Regions from separate parts of the Hordeum vulgare genome. Here region 2 is linked to region 1. The links are chromatin contacts, called in public Hi-C maps. All regions are on one chromosome and are shown on one strand. The core of a region is the stretch at or near the end of the contact, and the rest is flanking DNA. Distances in the headings are between cores, read along the strand shown. Region 1 has its middle 14 kb from the start of LOC123425801. Region 2 has its middle 58 kb from the start of LOC123425802.

Region 1 (6,996 bases), core at 1,656-4,155:
GCTAGACAACTTGCATTTTTAAATAATTTTGACAACTTGATTTCTCACACACGAGTCCACTAACACAACAACAATACTCCATCGTGGAATCATTCCGTCTCCATATGGAATGCCGTCCACGACACTCACGCTTATCTTGACAATTTTATGAGTAGCCATTGAAGTTATCTATGAACAACATATGTCTCCAAGTAGTCCATATCCGCGGACGCGACTATTCGAATAGATCATAACCCTGCAGGGGTGTACTTCGTCACACACGCTCTCGCCACTTATCGCCATGTGCACGTCATGCACCTCGGCAACCTTCAAGCGGAAGCCCAACGAGGGAGTCGGCCACGACCGTTAACCACATTAGTACCTAGTCCAGGTCTATCGCCTATCTGAGGGTAACCCGCACGAAAGTCCAGCCGAGGTTTCCGCCACGGCCCCAAACGATGTTTGCAGGATTCCCAAGCCCACCATCCGGGTGCCACTTGGTACACCGTGCCACTGCCTACCGCATCACAGCCCACCTCTCAGGTCAGCACCATGCACGGCCTCCAGCATGACTATAAACACCAGAAACTACTTGCAACTCCTGGACCGAGTACTAAGCGATTAATAAGTCGAGCGGGGTCATATTTCAGGGCCCAGCATGTGGTAGTATCTCGTCTTGGATTACATACACGGAACTCAGTTCCTAAGGACGGTTCCAATGAAACAACCCGCCATGTACTCCTACACAGACTTTCACCGGTACCTTTACCAATTCAGGTTCAACACACAACCTTTGCTTACCGAACACATTCTCACAATTCTGTTCATCTTCCAAATGACAGGCCGTACACAACTCTAAGCATAGCATGCATAGCAGGATAAGGCACATCATGGCTCAAGCAACTACCAGGTATGCTAGGTTGCAAGGTTCAGCTATTTACTGTGACAAGGACAGGTCATGCAAAGGCAGTGGGTTCAACTAACGTGGCAAAAGCATTTGAAGCATTTGATCCTAATGCAATAAGTAAGTGCAGGAGCAAGAACATGGGATTTATCGGGATGATCAAAATGGTTGCTTGCCTTGTTTCTCACAGGAGTGACAATATCTGTCAGACGGATATTCGGTGGAATCCGGGGGAGCGGAGCCTACCGAAAGAAATGATAACAATCAATAAAAATCATGTGCAACAAGATGATGCCATGAGCATGGCATGAGGATGCAAGGTGGTATACTATTATAGCTAACATGTATTAGGTTTGAAGTTGATTTGAATCAAATTCAAATATCACTTCAAACGAGGTATTCTCGGATACCATTTTAATTGATTCGACGTGATGCTCAGATCAACTTGCTTTTATCATGCATGGAATGACATGTTAGGTTTCTTGGAGGTGGAGGAGCCACCGTGGGCGTTCGCTCCTCTGCCTGAAGGCGGGAGGAGGAAGACGCCCTTGCCCCTGGTGGGCTGGCCTCCTTAGGGCGACATGTAAGGTTTTCCTCTTTTCTTTCTATTTTCTTTCTGTTTTGTTTTTCTGATTTGCTAACTATTTTGATTATTTCAGCTCCAAAATAGTTTATAAAAATATTTTGAACACACCAGAATATTAGTTGGAATATATCCAACCATTCCTAAAGTTTTCAACATTTTTGAAAACTTAAAGTTTTTGAATTCAAACTTAGAACTTGAAACCAGTAGCCTTTTGCATTTATTTGAAATGCCAAGAGTGTTATGAAAATGGTTTTATTTATTGTTTATTTGTTTCCATGATTTATCAGAAAAGTTGAACTTTTCTTGAGGCCATTTTGAGTTCATTGATTTGAATTAGTTTATAATTCCTTTGAATTTGAGAAGTGGCTAGGTTTTTTTGAGTGTTCCTTCACCACTTGCTTGTTCTTGTTGAAAATTTCCTAGATGCAATGCAAAGAAGATATGAACACAATGCTAACTTGGTTAAGGTGTGAGGGATGTGACAACCGCGCCCATGACTAACTCGACGCTTCCTTGCGCCCGCGGCTCCACGGCGTCATCCTCGACACCGGCTACCCCTACTCGACATCGACCACTGCGTTCTTCGCACGGCTACCTCAACCACGGCTACACCATCCTACGCTCCCGGCTACCTCGACATCGGCACAAAGGGCTACCGCCTTGCTTGAGCAACCTCGTCGGTTTCCACTCGAGGCACAACTTCCGCGATGCATCGACCTTTACGACCGTGGGGGGATGACCGTCGGCTTACCTTCGGATTCTTCTCCAGTCTCACCGTCTGCGTCGCTACCGTTGTGACTACGGGAGGATGTTGAGTATATTGATTATTAGGAAATATGAGATAGACTAGGATTTGTCCTACCTTGCCTTGTACTTTAAGTTGATCATTGTACTCCTATATATGTGCCCATGAGGCTCAAGCAATATAACATCTATTCCACCAATCCCTTCATTTTTCCTTTCAACAATCTTTATTTTCTAAAATATGTTTATCTTTTTATAAAAAGTACATAAGTTCAAAAAAAATCATGTTTCAAAAAGTATACATAAGTTGAAAAAATGTTCCCGCTTCAAAAATTTTTTATAAGTATTTAAAAATGTAATTACAAAAATGTTCTATGCTTTAAAATGCTCTTGTTTGTTGTGTTTTTGGAAATTCTTTGGAAATTCAAAAAAATTCCATTTATAATTTTTGTTTGTAAATACAACAGGTGATTAAGTTTCCGAAACTAATTTTTTTTTCAAAACATAAAACCTTTTCGTAAAAAGAGAAAGAGAAACACAAAAGAAAATAAAGAATAAGATAGAAAAGGAAAAAGGAAAATAAATAAATAAAAAGCGAAAAAAACGAGCTAGCTACCTGGGCCAGCCCAGTCGCCTTGCTAGCGGCGATGGCCAATGGCTTGCCCGTGCAAAGGTGGACACAGAATACGTCCAATAAGAGGTCCCCCTCTAATATGCCACATTCTGCAGCACATCGGCGGGACTTTGTGTAGGTTAGCCTTCATTTGGGCCGGCCCATTCGGATGTGGCGTAAAAATCAACGCAAAGAAGTGCTGCTTCGGCCAGGATAACCCCGATTCGGCGCTAGTAGAGACAGCTACCTAGCCAATGGAGCTGATCAGCGCTAGTGTTAAATATGCATCGTGAGAACCATTATAACTAACTATATCGAGAGATCCAAAACATTTCCTTTTTCCAAACATTTAAAGACAATTATAGGAATACTTAAAAAAATCTGTTTTTTTCAAAAACACGAACAATATTAAAAAATTGCTCAATTTTCGGATTTGTAACTGAATTTCAAAACAGAAAGAATGCATTATTTAATGGACAATTTTGAAAAACAGGAACATCGTTTTAATTCCAGTTTTTTGACAAACAAAAACATTTTTGAATTCGTGAACAAATTTAAAAATGGTAACAGTTTTGAATTTAAGAAAAATGTTGGATTAAAGGAACTTTTTTGAAAACATGAACAATTTGGAGAAAAGGAATTTTTTCTGCTTCTGTGAACATAATTTTGAAACTGTTAAGAACATATGAGAAATGCAAATATTATGAACATTTATTGAATTTGTGAACAAATTACAAAACAGGAACATCTTTTGAACCTATGAACATAAATTGAAAGGCATTTTTTAAATAGAAATCAGGAAATTATAGTGTTTGTGAACAAAATTTGAAGCAGGAAAGTTTGTTGAACTTATGAACATTTGTTGAAAGGTGAACTTTTTTAAATTGACAATTTTTATTTTGTACTTCTGAATTTTTTTAAAAAAACAGAACATGTTTTGAACTTTCAAATATTTTTTGGAATTTTAAAATAATTTTAAAATATCGAACAGAAAATCTAGGACATTTTTTAACTTATGATCTATTTTGAATGGTTTTTGTTTTCAAATACGCAAATGTTTTCTGAAAATTGATATTTATTTTAAATTTGTGGACAAAAATTAATAACACGAACATTGTTTGAACTTCTCAATCTTTTTTGCCTTTTGGTACAAATTTTCATATTCTTAAAAACAAGAACTAAAAGAAACAAAAAGGAATTAGAAAGTAGAAATAAAAATGTAATTAGTAAAGAGCAAATAAAAACAGAAAAAGGAAAACGAAACAAAAAACAAATCAATGAAAAGCGCTTCTGGAACCTTTTAAAAGGTTCCCAAAACCACTTAAGAACTTTCTAGAAGGTTCCCAAAACTGGATACGATAATCGTGTTGTGTCATAACTGGGCCGGCCCATCCCGATCGCTAGTCGCTCGTCCCTATGCGAATTGGCGACAACTTGACGCAACGAGCGTCCGTTAGGATATTCCCGCTAGAGGGGCTCATGCTGAGTGCCGAGTAGGAGGCCTGCTACTTGCTATGGGCTGCCATGTGCTAGGAATTTCGGGGCACATGGGAAATTGGGGCCCTATTCCGTCCACATAGGCCGCACACCCATGGGCTCGGGCCTGTGCTCTGTACCCTCCATGTCATGAGCGTCGCGCGCGTGGGTTGCTGTGAGCCCATGGGAGCTTGACCTTAATCTGGAACGGGTTTGCTAGCTGATGCGGATATGCTTTCGCTATATTCTCAAGTGGTCGATGTCTTCGAAGAAGGGGCATATCATGTCTTCTACCGCGACTCGTCCACGAGACAACATACCCTTGTAGCCCATCTTGAACTAGGTCTCCTTCGCAAACATCAACTGGGTCGCTGACGTAGCGTTGATTGTGGAGTCAGAGGCAACAGTGGCGTGGAGAGCTCTAAGAAGCAAGTCCATCTAGAAAGAAGACGAGATCATGGAGAAAGAGAGAGGTTAAAACAAAATATGACCTCCTAAAAACCCTCCTAAAAACAAAATATGACCTCCTAAAAACCCTCCAACGTCAAACAAAATATGTCCTCCTAAAAGCCCTCCTAAAATGTGTTTCCTTCTACTAAAAACCTTTCTAAAATGCATTTTTCAAAAAGATAGTTATAGTTCTATATACTACCTCCGATCTATATTACTTGTCTTAGATTTGTCTAAAAACGAATGTATATGCATATGAGGGAGTATATACCTAAAAGAGTGACACTCACTAATTTATTTATCTAAACCTGCAAGCATGTCATATCAGATACAATTATGAATGTGATAAGGTCCGCCTCGACATACACCCATGCATAGAAAAAGACCCATCACATATGCAACGATGCATGAAAAACTATTTTGCATTCTATTATTCTATTTCTATACAATAAATATTTTACTACTATACACAATGAAGTATGTTTTGAATTTCCATTCAGATGTTATTCATTTAAATATTTATGCCTCCATCATTTCATTATTGCTAGAGATCTATCTTGATGGATGAAAATGCCGCTGAAAGTTAAAGTGTTTGCATAGGAGAGCATTAATCATATATTCTTTGCTTGCTCGTTTGCCGGATTCTTGTGGAATGTTGTTGGACGTGTGCTAGGTAATCCCAAGCCACCTCTTTCATTTTTTGATTTGTGCCGAAATTGGTTGCCAGCCTATACAAGTATAGACCGTACTATTCTTTTCATTGCTTCTCCTCCTTTACTTTGGATTATTTGGAAAACAAGGAATAGATATTTGTTTTCAAAGTGTTTTGCCTAATGATCCTACTAATGTGATATTTATTCTTTGTTCATTCCTGGAATCTAGGTTCATGCTGCACACAAGAGAATTGCAAGGCTTGCTTAGTGAGGCTTCTAAAAGACTCTCCCAGGTGGTGAGCAAAGTCTTCAAATGTGCACATAGGATGAGGAAAATCTAGACATCAAATCTGGGCATTGGCCCATGTCACTGACTTGCAGCCCCAATGATATTTTGTGGGAAATAGGAAAAGAAAGATATTAGCGAAAGAAGTTTTACAGAAATAGAATTTTTTTGTCAACTTTCTGTAAATTATATGGTCATCCCATAAAACCACTTCTATGGGAAGGTTTTTATAGGAGCTCTTGGAGTTGTTCTTAAATATTATCAAACAAGTTGTGGATGCCGACTAGCTCCACACCATGCCACCACATGCTCACTATTCATTTTTTTTTACAAAACTAGGGTAATGTCTCTGCGTTGCAACGAGATATAAATATTGTAATATGTTAGCTTGTGATTTACATGCTCATATTAGTGCGATTGTATAAATAAATGTTTATTAAACCCCGTCAGTGATTTACCTTATAGTTTGATGAGAAGTTTAGTAAGTAAAGTAAAGTGGAATTGGTTTAGAACTAAGTAAATTAATGTTATTGTTATCATATGAGAAAGGTTGGACGAAGGAGTGGTGGAAAGAAAAATGAAACACGAAATCTTACATTCTTTTTAAGCAGTACATAGAGATAAAGATAAAGAAGATACATCTATACCAATATAATTGATCAAATTGGGCAAATCCACTTAATCTAGTCCATCAAACCATGTCAATTGAACGACTTAAATTGCTTGAGCGGCAAACACTCAACATGTTTACTCTGAAACCTATGTGGTTGTTGATTGGCTGTGAGATGGAGTAAAAATAACATTCACACTACGTATGCATATAAAAATAACATAAAAGAGTACTAATTAGCTGCTAGGAGTAAATGCAATGCGTCTTAAACCTTGTTTATTATGAAAATACACGTAAATTTAACTGCGCCTTCTAAACCGTGACGGAAGTATAGTAGTATAACGTTTGTGCATATCACATTAATGCATAATTAAAATTCTACTAATATTAACATGCAATTAATTGTCTCCCTAATTTCAACGTGTATTGCACATGCACATTTTTTTTTATAATCACTAAGTCGGTGTAGACAATTATCACAACTGGCGACCACTTGCATTGCTTATCCTGACATGTAAGCATTATTTTTGCGGGCCTAACATGTCAATATTAGTTTAGTCGTTAGAGACCAACATGACAACATAAATATGCACTTATTGGTCAACGATGAATACTCCCTCCGTTCCAAAATATAAGACCTTTTAGGGATTTCACTAGAAGACTACATACGAAACAAAATAAGTGAATCTATATTT
Region 2 (7,152 bases), core at 4,153-6,652, 650 kb after region 1:
AGTCACAAGCATAAGCAAATACAAAGTAAAGGGTAGAGATAACCACAAGTGGAACCGATGCAGACGAGGATGTGTTACCAAAGTTCCTTCCCTTTGATAGGAAGTACGTCTCCGTTGGAGCGGTGTGGAGGCACAATGCTCCCCAAAAAGCCACTAAGGCCACCGTATTCTCCTCACGCCCTCGCACGATGCAAGGTACCGTGATTCCACTATAGGTGCCCTTGAAGGCGGCGACCGAACCTTTACAAACAAGGTTGGGGCAACTCCACACAAAGCTTGGAGGCTCCCAACTAAACCACGAAGCTTCACCACAATGGAATATGGCTTCGCGGTGACCTCAACCGTCTAGGATGCTCAAACACCCAAGAGTAACAAGATCCGCAAGGGATTGGTGGGGGAATCAACTTTTCTCTTGGTGGAAGTGTGGATCTAGGCCTTCTCAACCAATCCCTAAAGAATCAACGAGTTTGATTGTCCAGGGAGAGAGATCGGGCACTTTTGAGCTTGTGGAGCAACAATGGAGCTTGGAGAGGTAAGAGATAGGGTTCCTCAGCTAGAAGAACCCTTTATATAGTGGGGGGGAAAATCAGACCGTTTTCCCACTCTCTGCCCGAGTACCAGCGGTACTACCGTTGTGCAGGAGCGGTACTACCGCTGCCTGGCGGTACTACCGTTGGGCCTCAAGCGGTACTACCGCTGACACCAGCGGTACTACCGCTGGCCCTTGGTAGTGCACAAGCACTACTACCGCCGGGAAAGTATTCGCAAAAGGGTCCGTCCACGAACTACCGCTAGGTAGGTGGAACAAAGCACCTGGAGCGGTACTACCGCTGACCAGGGGCGGTACTACCGCTGGCTAGCGGTACTACCGCTCGCTGCAGCGGTACTACCGCTAGCAGTCTAGCGGTACTACCGCTGGCACCAGCGGTACTACCGCTGGGGACCATTTTGTAGAGATAATCGAGACGAATAGGCGAGGGCCGCTCCAAAAGATAAGGAAGGGGAGAATGTGAAGTGTGCGTGTGTAAAGATAGATTCCACCCAAACCTTTCCACTACGGATCCCCTCTTAATAGTACGGCTTTCCTATGACTCAAATAAAGAGAATCGTAGAGAGTGCCGTGCTTCCGTTCCAGAAGAGAGGAGACGTGTCGTCTTGTGCCATTGACGAGTGTTACCTGAAACCTTGACACACACGATTAGTCCTGTACGGTACTGTCATCAATCACCAAAATTACTTAGGCATAAACTATGCCCCAACAATCTCCCCCTTTTTGGTGGATTGATGACAATATCGGATTTGCACAGAGAATAATATGAGAACAAAAAGATAGAGATATATGACAATACGGGACATATGACTCACAACATATGATGGAAATAAATCTCACATAAGATCATGTCTCACAAAAGATAGCAAACGAGAATCAAACCAAGTTCGAAGCAAACCATACGAGATAAAGCAAAGCAATGCAAAGTTCGAAATGAAAGCAAATCCTAGACTCTCTCCCCCTTTGGCACAAGACACCAAAAAGGGGGCACACCTAATGCCACAGGTAACTACTCCTCGTCTTCAGGATCACCAGACTCGTCTGTCCCCTCCTGGTCGGTCTGCTCCTCCTCTTCTGCCTCATCGCCAGACCACTGGTACCCCTGAGCCTGCATCCAAGTGGCCTCAGGAGTGATGTCGTCCTCTGAGCCGCTGGAGATGTCCACATCCAAGGTCCTGAGAACACGCTTATGCCTCTGGCGGCTCTGCTTCTGAGCCACGTGTGTCTGGTACTGACCCTTGGCCTGCATACAGAAAAGTGTCTTCATCTTATCCTGCAGTTTGATAGCCCAAGATGGCATGGCAGACGAGCGGGACTGAGAGGCAGTTCCTCTGTCAGCAGCGGTCTCTGTATCACTTTCCATGTGCTGAGAGGATGTAGATGGGTTGGCCCACTTGTCCTTGACGCGAAGCCTGATCGGGTCATGCACAATGTAATCAGACTGTGCGTAGAGCACCTTGTCCGGAAAAGCCTCTTCCCACTTATGGCAAATGTATGCGAACAGGTAAGGCCCGTAGATAGGAACCTTACGATTGATGATGCAGTTCCAGAGCTCTGTGAACATCACATCTCAAATATCCAGCTGACCAGACTCCTGAGACATAGCCTCCTCATACAGTAACATCATCTCAGCAAAGTAGCCATGGACCTCATCGAAGTTACCACTCCGAGGGAAGAGGGTGTTGCGAAAGATCCGATGCATGATGTCCAGGTGCTTGGGAAGCACCCCCTTCCTCAGATACAGTGACTGCAGTCTGTCCTTTGCGGGGGCCCTATCGGTGGGGGCTGCAGCATGAGGACGCAGCCCAAGAGGAGTGTCAGCACCCTGAAAGTCAATGTGAAGGAACTGCATGAACTCAGTTTAGGAACCGGTCATCTTCTTTGACCCAGTCATCCAGATCATGGAACGCTGTGCATCAGGAGAGAAATGGACTGTGACATAAAACTGAGCAACTGCAGTGGGATCAAAGTCCGTCTTGAAGGTGATGATGTCTTTGATGCCCAGTTTGTCAACCAGGGAGAGGGCATCACCAAAGTAGTCCATGTTCCGCTGAAGATGTGCCAGATCAATCCACTGAACAGAGACATGGTTCTTCTTGAAGTGAGCAATAACATCCCGATAGATCCTGCACTGGTCCCTTGCCCAGACATTTTCAACACCATCGATCACTTCCCTCTCCTTGAGATAGGGGTTCTTGGTGCGAAATTGCAGAAAGTCCTTGGGGGACATTGAACGGATATTGACCCTCTTGTCCTTGTGAGCGACCTTCTTGAAGGACTTCTTCTTGGGAGACAGACCAGACGTGGCAGACCCCTCGGGCGCCTCTGTGTTGCGAAACTGTTTGGACGCCGTGTCCCGTGGGGGGTTCGAACGGCGAGCAGAGCTACCTGTGACATAGACCACAAAGCGAAAAAGAGGCGGCAAGAGAAGTCAAGGCAATGAAACTTGAGAACGCAAAACAAGTAAACACGCATTGCTAAGAAAAAACAAGCAGGTTCGTATGATCTTCATGTACTTGAAACAATTGTTAACACTTGATTTGTAAAAGTCAGTGTAATTATAACATATTTAACACAGTTTTATAGGAATTGCTGAATTCATAAAATTTTCAGATAATGATTATGTGTTCAGAAAAATTCTCAGGTTTTTAAATTAAGAAAATGTATGGAAGTGATTGTCTTAGAAAAATGGAAACAAAATGTAGAGAAAAAGAAGAAAAGGAAAAATAGAAGTAGAAAGTTTTAAAAGGAATAAAATAAAAAGGAAATTAAAGAAGAAACAGAAATTAAAACCCTGCAAATGAGGTTACACCCGATTTCCGAAAGTCCTGTAGAAAAAGGTACTTCCAAAAGCCCAAAGAAGCCTACATGAACAGGGACGACCCACTCACAATGCATTGGTGTGTGGTAGTACTTCCAATTTCGCTCATGGGTCGACGGATAAGAACTGTGGAAAAATCCTATTTGACGCACCTGGTATCAAATAGGGGATTTTCTATTTGACGCGCTTTGCCTCAAGTTGCCGCTGCTTCGCACACAAGCGAGCAACCAAGGCACCTAGCGATCAAGATGGGTTGGTAAAATTATGAGATAGTGCACGCGCTACAAAGTCCGGTTTTGGGGGCTTTCTATAAGGTTGTTGAACTGGATTTCACCATTTTTTCCGGTTTTAGAAACTTTCTAGAAGATTTCGTAAACCAGTTTTTTTTTTCTTTGTTCTTTTTTGTTTCTTTTTTGTTTCTGTTTCAAAACTGTTCGGAAATTGAAAAAATGTTTCGGAATTTGAAAACATGTTCCGGACTTTCGAAATTGTTCGGAATTTGAAAAAATGTTCCAGAATTTCAAAAAATGTTTCAGAATTTGAAGAAATGTTTCAGAATTTGAAAATGTCCCGGAAATTAAAAAAATGATCTAGACTTTGAATAATATTCCGGCATTTGAAAAATTGTTCCGATATTTGAAAAAAATATTCTGGAATTTGTAAAAAACTCTGGAATTTGAAAAAATGTTCTGGAATTTGAAAAATATTCCGAAATTTTAAAAAAATGTTCCAGAATTTCTTGAAATTCTAGAAATTGAAAAACATTCCGGAATTTGGAAAACGTTTTGAGTTTTTAAATTTTTTCGTAATTTTTAAAAACTTTTATATTTTCACTTTTGTTCTTATTTTCCAAAAAATGATTACAATTTTTCAGAAATTTCATGAACTGGTTTCGTTTTGTTTTCTTGTTTCGACGCTGTTAGTTTCTTTAAGTTTTGCGTTGTATTTTTTTCACTTGAACATGCGTGATACAGTGGCTAGTGCGGCGTGTACATCAACAAATAGGTGGTGGGTTAGATTCGTATCACAAGTTGTTTTTGAGATTTTGTCATGTGAAAACGAAGGGAAGCGAAGCCACCACAAATTGGCCGGCCCAGGGTGACGTGCGGTTTGTGCGAAACCTCGTCTTCATGCCGCAATAAGCGGCGAACAGGAGCAAAATCCTTATTTTACGCTCTTTGCATCGCCGTGTCGAGGCTTCGCAAAGGACACCCAGCGGCGTTTAGGAATGGGCCGGTCCATTTACATGCCAGCACCTCCAGTTTTGGGAACTTTCTAAAGGTTTTCAGTCAGTTTTTTCCGATTTTGGAACTTTCTAGAAGATTCCATGAACCGTTTTTTTTTCTTTCTTTTTCTGTTTTAATAATGTTCTAGATTTTTAAAAATATATTCTAAAATTTAAAAAAGTTCCAGAATTTAAAATAAATGCAGGAATATAAAAAAGTACCAGAATTTGAAAAAATGTTTTGGAAATCAAAAATTTCTTACGAAATTTGAAAAAATGTTATGATATTTTTATTAAAATGTTTCGAATTTTTTAAAACAAGTGTTCCGAAATTTGACAAAAGGTTCGAAAATTTGAAAAAATATTCTGATATTTTTTATGAAAATGTTTCGAATTTTTGAAAAGAAATGTTGTGAAAGTTGAAAAAAGGTTCGAAAATTTAAAAATGTTTCGGAATTTCAAAAAATGTTTCAGAATTTTAAAAATGCTCTAGAATTTGAAAAATGTTGCAGAATTTTAAAAATGTTCAGGAATTTAATAAAATGTCCTAGAATCCAAACAAATATTTCACATTTTAAAAAATGTTCCAGAATTTTTAAAAATGTTTCGAAATTTGAAAAAATGTTCCAGAAGTTTAAACAATGTTCTGATATTTTTACTGAAATGTTTCAGATTTTTCACCTGCTGGTGGCTATTTGTTGTGGTCTTCAGAATCACTACTGGTCGCTAACTTGGGCCGGCCCAGTCGGGGCGACCGCTGTGCGTCCGCTCGGCAGTTGCCGCAAAGAGCGGCGCATAGGAGGTCCCGAATAGGACCTCCCATAAAATAGTGTGGCAAACGCACAGAAGCGGGACAAACTGGGCCGTCCCGTATACCTCTTTAGAGAGTTTTGGTTTTTTTTCTTCGTTTTTCTGCTTATGTTTCTTTTCTATGGTTATTTTTTAACATAAGTTCATGTTTTAATATTGTTCTTGAACTTTCAAAAATGTTCTTCATTTAACAAAAATTTTCCAAATTTCAAATACTTGTTGTTTTTCAAAAACTTCATAGCTTAAAAAAATGTTCTGGATTTAAAACAATGTCCGACATTTTCAAAAATTGTTCTTTTTTGAACAAATGCTATTGTTTCCTTTTTAATTTTTCCTTCACTTTTGTTCCTTTTTTTGAGTTTCCAAATATGTTCTCGTATTCACAGTTTATATTTAAATATCCCTGCTTCAAAAAATGTGTTCATCTTTATAAAAAATATTCCTGTTTCAAAACTTGTTCTCGTATTCAAAAAAACAGTACGACTTTTCAGAAAATGTTCCTTTTTTCATAAATTGTTCACAATTGTTTTTAAAATGTTCTTTGTTTTACATTTTTATAAAAAATGTTCCTGTTTTATGAATAATTTTGTTCACCAATTCTAACATTATTCATGATTTTAAAATGTTCGGGAAATTTGAAAAATATTCTTCTTGGTCTAAAAAATATTTCCTGTTTTCAAAAAATGTACGTAAGTTCAATTTTTTTTACTGTTTTAAAAAGTGTACATCAGTTCAAAAGATGTTCCCTTTAAAAAGATGTTCACAAATTTCAAAAAAGGTTTTGTCTTACAAGAAAAATGTTCTATGTTTGCAAAATGCTCCTTTTTTCAAATTTCTTTATAGACTAGGAAATTGTTTATTTTTTCCAAAAAATTTGTGTATTTAGAAAGTTGTTCACGCTTCCGAATTCTTTCACGTTTTAAAAAACTGTTCTCGTTTCAAAATTTGTTCTCAAAATTCCAAAAATGTTTGTGCTTTACAAAATTGTTTGCACTTTCAGATTTGTTTGGGGTTTTTCAAAAGTGTTCTCCTTTTCAAAACTTTGTTCTCAAGATTTAAGAAATGTTCGTGTATTTAAAAAATTGTTCATGCTTCCAAATTTGTTCAGGGTTTTTTAAAAATTGTTCTTGGTTTCAAAATTTGTTCTCAAAATGCATAAAATATCCGTGCTTGCAAAATTTGTTCGCGATTTCAAATTTGTTCGGGGTTTAACAAAATTGTTCTCCTTTTCAAAGTTTTGTTCTCAAGAGTCAAAAATTGTTCGAGCTTCCAAATTTGGTCATGTTTTTGTAAAATTGTTCTCGGTTTGAAAATTTGTTCTCAAAATACAAAAAATGTTCGTGCTTTAAAAATTTGTTCAGGGTTCTTCAAAATTGTTTTCCTTTTCAATTTTTTGTTCTAAAGATTCAAAAAATGTTCATGCTTTAACAAATCATTCGCGCTCCCAAATTTGTTCACGTTTTTTTTTAAATTGTACTCGGTTCCAGAATTTATTCTCAAATTTGAAAAAATATTCTTCCTTTAAAAATTTGTTTGCACTTTCAAATTTGTTCGTGGTTTTTCAAAATTGTTCTCTTTTTCAAAATTTTGTTCTCAAGATTTAAAAAATTTGTGCTTTAGAAAATTGTTCACGCTTCCAAAAATTTCACGTTTTTTTAGATTGTTCTGGGTTTCAAAATTGGTTCTCAAAATTTTAAAAAAATTTGTGCTTACAAAATTTGTTCGTGCTTTCAAATTTGATCAGGG

The links. Hi-C and Micro-C count contacts between places; a contact is called where the count stands out from the background.
Region 2: a Hi-C map of seedling shows a contact between it and region 1, with 6 times the contacts expected there. The contact joins two enhancer-like sites. A contact is called at or near these places in 3 of 6 Hi-C or Micro-C datasets (leaf and seedling).

Annotation. Positions count from the first base shown.
Region 1 is chr2H:193,479,011-193,486,006 of MorexV3_pseudomolecules_assembly, forward strand. No RefSeq gene overlaps it. Among protein-coding and RNA genes, the nearest start is that of LOC123425801, 14 kb to the right of the region's middle. Within about 2 kb of position 2,906, at least 3 of the 3 cell types and tissues checked have open chromatin away from gene starts, as enhancers often do. A contact at or near this core is called in leaf and seedling, where this site is marked.
Region 2 is chr2H:194,129,954-194,137,105 of MorexV3_pseudomolecules_assembly, forward strand. No RefSeq gene overlaps it. Among protein-coding and RNA genes, the nearest start is that of LOC123425802, 58 kb to the left of the region's middle. Within about 2 kb of position 5,403, at least 3 of the 3 cell types and tissues checked have open chromatin away from gene starts, as enhancers often do. A contact at or near this core is called in leaf and seedling, where this site is marked.